Regions from separate parts of the Capra hircus genome. Here region 1 is linked to region 2. A link is a contact called in public Hi-C data. All regions are on one chromosome and are shown on one strand. Each heading gives the region's core, a stretch centred on a gene start, on an enhancer-like site or on the middle of the called end of the contact. The rest is flanking DNA. Distances are from core to core; before and after follow the strand shown. Region 1 has its middle 73 kb from the start of FAM65B. Region 2 overlaps FAM65B (protein FAM65B).

Region 1 (2,700 bases), core at 165-2,664, 79 kb before region 2:
AAAGCAGAGCTTCTCCCTCTTAGCTGCCTGGTAGAATCACCAGAAGATTGTTGTTTTCAAATGTCAGTGCCTGGGCCCACACCAAGTAATTACATCAATGTCTCTGGGAGTGGAGCCTGGGGAAGAACATTTTTTGGAAGCAGCCACAATAGGGACCACTGTCCTGGAGGAGTCAATTACACAAGCTTGTGAAAAGTGCCTCGATGCCTATAAATCGCTATACAAATCAGAATTTTTGTCTTTTAATTTCATTAAACTGACCCTCATGGAATGTGGGCTATGTATCCTAGAGGACCTTGTTCTAGAGAAGATGAAGGAAACTAAAACCTAATCTTTGCCACTGGGGATTTACCAGACTAGCAACTCACCAGATAGTAGAGATGTGTGTTATCTTGTAATTGTGTATTATGAAGGGTAACACAGTCAGGTCATGGTCGAGGGCTTATGCCTGGCCATTATCATTGTACCTCTCTGCTTATCTGCACGTAAGTAGACAGAGCATCCAGAAGGTTCTCAGGACAAAGGCCATGTCTTACCTACCTGGTACGCCAACAGCAGGCACAGTGCCCTGCACTGGGAATGAATAAAGTCCTGGTGGGACCTGAAAGGGGAAGAGAGGGAGGGTCACTTCTGCTTGGGAAGATGGGCCAAGGCTTCACAGAGAGACTGACATTTCCAGGGGGCCTTCAATGGATGGTTAGGACTTTCAGAGAGAAGCAGACAGGCCTGGGAGTTCTGAGCAACTGCGACAGTGTCATCAAGAGTCATGGAGAATGGCAGAGGCCACAGTGGTGAAGGGGGACTGGAAGGCAGGGAGATGAAGGCAGGGAGACCCAGTAGCACATAACGGAGTGGTGGGTCTGAAAGCAGGTGGTGGGGGGGCCATAGTGTGGCAGGGAAAGGGGGCAGTAGGTAGGAGTGGCAGGACTCAGCCAAGAGAAGAGAAGGACTTCCAAGGGTGGGACAGGTAGTGAATAAGCACGAGTCACGGTTTGTATTGAAAAGAAACCACGTCAGTGCTGAGGATGCGAAAATAGATCAGAAGGTCCTCTGGGCTTAGTCCTTCTTCAGAAAGGGAAAGTCAACCCTTATGAAGAAAATGAAGTCCTCTGGGGTACAGACCATGACTGCTGCTGCTGCTGCTGCTGCTGCTAGGTGGGCCATATAAGGTCCAGCTGACCATGCAAACACAGAACACCCTCATCATGCATTTGATAGTTTTTTCTTCATCTTATTGAGAAGATCGGGATACTGGCCATTTTCCCAAGCAGTATTAGGAAGACATTTTTTTAAAAACCGTCCACAGGCAAATCACAGTAGCAACTTGTGTGAAGCTAATCTAATAATTGCCCCTGGACCTTGGCTCCAAGAACCCCACCCAGCGTCTGGTTGAGCAAGAGGCTCACTCGGAACCTGGCGTGGAGACTCACGCGACATCCCATTCCAGGGCCGCGGGGCCTGGGCAGCAGCACCACACAGCATATGGCTTCTGGTTCCTCTAGGCTTTCAACCACCACAAAATTTGTTTGTTTTTCCCCAAAGGAGAGTGCTGTCTGGAAGCCAAAAAAGGAGAACGCTTCCTCTTTCTTAGCCCAGCTTAGATAGCTGTGCTGTGACCACCTGTTCTATCTGACTTCCTCTTCCAAACCCCTCTTCTTCTGTCAGTAGAATTCTCAGAACTCTCAGAGCTTTGTAAGTATTATCAGAAGCTTTTGCAAGACCAGTTGGTGATACAGTCTGTGCTCTATAGAACTGTCTCCACACTCAATGACTCATCTGCCCTTGGAGGACATGGGGGTGAAATGTACAAGCAGGAATGGAGAGTTCCAGGGCACTCTCGCTTGAACTGTGGTGCAGGCTTATGAATGCTCAACAGTAGAAGGAGATTGGCATTTGTGGGGGCAAGACAGGGAGAGAGGTTTGAAAGGGAGATGAAGCTTTAAGGCCAATAGACAATGATTTTGCCCTCAAAGAGAAACTAGTAATTTTTTTCAGATCTATCTTCTTTAGGCTATAAACCTCATGAGAACCATGAGGGGCTATGGCACCGTCATAGTTCATTTTTACCCCATAAAGTACTGACAGATACATAGTAGGTGCTTAATAAATGTTTATTGAATGAATGAACAAATGAATAAAGGTAGAACAGAGTCATAAGAGCATTGAAAAATAAGCCATTTAAAAATATACATTAATGTAAGAAGAGAGAACTGCGTTTATACATATTAACAGAATTCCTCTCTGGGGAGAAGGATTAGAGATTATTCTAATTGTTTTCCTTTTATAATTTTTTGTGATGGTTTCTATAATTGGCTCTTGTGTTTGCTTAATAGAAATGTTTTAAAGTAAAGATTCAAAATTTTAAAGGTCTGGACGGGGAGATACAACATGTAAAGCAGTTTTGTGTTGGGCATGTAATTATGAAGTTTCCTTTTGTTCACTTTCTGAAGTTCTGTTGCTTTTATCATCTGAAATAGTTTAATAAGTGTCTTAGTTCAGGCTGCTATGACAAAATGCTGTAGACTGGGTGGTTTATGTGTGTGCTAAGTCACTTTAGTCGTGTTCAACCCTGTGCGGCCCTATGGACTGTAGCCCACCAGGCTCTTCTGTCCATGGGATTCTCCAGGCAAGAACACTGGAGTGGGCTGCCATTTCCTTCTCCAGGGGATCTTCCTGGACAGAAATTCATTTCTCACAGTC
Region 2 (2,700 bases), core at 119-2,618:
TTGTGCACAGTGGAGGCCCTTGGCTGGCTTTCAAGGACAGAACAGGATTCGTGTGTGGGAATAAACAGTTCTTCAGGTGGTGGTCTACCAGCAGCTCAGCAGCCAAAATCACTCCTTGGCACAAGTCAAAGTTGCAGTTCTTCTTTCCTTAGAACCACAAGCTTTCCCTGCCTTTGTTTTCACCCCTCTGTTGTCAAGGGCAGTGATGAGAATAAAAAAACCACCACCAGTTCACAGTCATCTGTGCAAAGTATTTCTCAGACTTATATATTTCCTGAACACTTACATGCCTGTTAGGATCTTGCTTCTGGAAAGACCACTGGAACCTGCAATGTGTTTGCCAGACCTGCAGATGTTCTGGTACAATGAAGCACAGCATAGGATTACAGTGTCTAGGGAGGTTGTATCAAACTCTCCAAAGGAGAATGCTCCCAGATGGAGATAAACTGGCAGAAGGGAGTCCACTGGACAGATAGCTGCTTGTCGGTCTTAAAGAGATCAAGAGACGCTTGGGGAAAAAAATGCTACACAGTTTTGAACCAAAGCTCTCTCCTTTCCTCAAGCCAATTAAGCCAACATTTTTTCCCCCTTTCAAAAGTAACTTCAAAAAAGTTTGTCAAAAAGAGAATTCTAAGTAGAATAGATGCCCACTTTGTCTTTCTTTGTAAACTGCTTATGAAGCCAAAGTACATTTTTTTTTTTAAATAAGTTAACAGTTATGCAACCTGTTATAATCTGGCATGTTTTGATATTGTTTACTGAATTACGTTTTCCCTTTCCAAAATTGAAAGAAGAAAAGGAAGAAGGAAAGAAGAAAGGAAGGAAGAAGAGATTAAATAAGTTTATGTACAAAACCAATAGATTCTGAAAGTTCAGGCTGGTTTAGTCAAACCCTTTATGGGGAAAATGTTGAGAAAGAGAACATAAAGTGTATGTGCCTTGGCTAAACAGAGTTAGACTTTTTTGTTTGATTATGCCACATTTCATAGTTATAAATATAATAATTGTAATTTGGCTGTGTTAGTCCTTTTTCAAAAATACTCGTATCTGGGGTTCTCAAATGAAACCCAAGTAAGGGATTGAAGAAGGAGCAGGAAGAGTCTACCGTACTTTCCTGGGCTGAAAAAAGTTGATCATTCTTTACTTTTGCAGTTTGCTAGATCGCTTGGATCAGTTTGCATTCTCAGACTCCTGGAGAAATGCTTCATTTGGAAGTCATTTTCCCTACTTTATTTGCCACAGAGGCCGGAGCAGACACAGACCTCCCCACAATTATTCATGCCTGTGTGACCTATGCCTTGGATTACTACAAAACATTCCCTTCCCAGAGATGTCTAGGAAGCTTGCTTTGGCTGGTGCCAAAGAGATGGTGTCATTTCAGGGGCACAAACTAAAATAGCACATTGCACTAAAGCGATGCAGGCTGTCTTAGCCACCAGTCCACCCCTTGATTTACAGCCCCTAGTGACCTCTGGATGACCTACTTAGATCAGGCCAAAGCCAAAAAGGGGCCCAGTATCACAAATAAAGTACTTAAAATGCTCATTTAATAATTTTATGAGCAGCCAGTAAAGTCTTTTCAGGAATGGTATGAAATAGCCTTGAGTATATCTTCTATAGGACTTGAGTTGAAATACAAATATATGCATAACCACTGTTTGTGGGGGGGGGGGGGAGTTAAAAAAAGAAAAAAGAAATGTGTACTTGTTATGACCAAAGCAGTGAAATAAATTGAGAGAACTGCCCTTGCTCCTTGATAAGAATTATTTCACTCCTGAAGTCAATATATTTTTTATAAAGAGATGTGATATATCCAGTTACCTATGCCTCACATGTTTTCCTGTGCTTAGCAAATATCGGCTCATTCCACTTCTCATTTATTTTTAGATGGCTAAGTTTTGTCTATGAATTTTTTACCAAACAGTGGTGACATTGAATGAAAAGGTTTGCAACTCAGTTGGTTTTAGAAGAGATTTTAAAGACGGAAAAGTATTAGTTGAATCAAGTTGAAATTATTTCAAGTACCTGAAGGACAGGGAAGAAGGAAAAATAATAGTGACTGGTCCCAGCAAGCAAAAATAGAAAGAAGAAAATGAAAATACCCCACTGCAGGGGCTAGTAGGCTATTGAACATGTATGTACTTCCTTGACAGAATGTTCCAGGCTGCATTGGAGTTGGAGGCTGGTTTCTGGGGAGCTGAAATGTGGATGTGCCTGACTGACCAGAAGGGTCATGATTCCATAGCATGTGTACGATCCATAGTGAAGGGATTTGGCAAGAATCTGAAGTGTTTGATCCCTGTTGATAGACAAACCAGGTCATAAGCTGAAAAACCACTGCACTTTGTGCTGTGTAGACAAAGCCTATCTCATCACTTAGCAAGAATTTCCCTTCAAGAAAAATAGAACAATTTACTTGATCACTTTTAGATATTTTTAAGAGAAATATTTTGACATATATGCTGGGATAACGATCACAAAGCAAGTATAATGGCCAGTTTCACTCCAGAAGGCAAATTCATGATAATTTATACTATCATTATTCTTTCACGTGTGGACTGTCCATAGCTTACACTTTTCATGCCTTAACCTGCTAAACAGAGGCTTCAGGCAGAAGACATTTAAGATCAGTTATGGATACAAAGTAAAAGTTTTAGGTGTTAAACTGTGAAAGTAAGGAAAATGTGAACTTTTGGCAAG

What was found. A called contact is a pair of places that touch in the nucleus more often than the background predicts.
Region 1: a Hi-C map of blood shows a contact between it and region 2, with 2.6 times the contacts expected there. The contact joins two enhancer-like sites. A contact is called at or near these places in 2 of 5 Hi-C or Micro-C datasets (both in blood).

What each region holds. Positions count from the first base shown.
Region 1 is chr23:17,154,410-17,157,109 of ARS1.2, reverse strand. No RefSeq gene overlaps it. Among named protein-coding and RNA genes, the nearest start is that of FAM65B, 73 kb to the right of the region's middle. Within about 2 kb of position 1,414, at least 1 of the 5 cell types and tissues checked has an H3K27ac peak or open chromatin away from gene starts, as enhancers often do.
Region 2 is chr23:17,075,074-17,077,773 of ARS1.2, reverse strand. All of the region lies in intron 1 of FAM65B (protein FAM65B), which reads left to right. Among named protein-coding and RNA genes, the nearest start is that of FAM65B, 5.9 kb to the left of the region's middle. Within about 2 kb of position 1,368, at least 2 of the 5 cell types and tissues checked have an H3K27ac peak or open chromatin away from gene starts, as enhancers often do.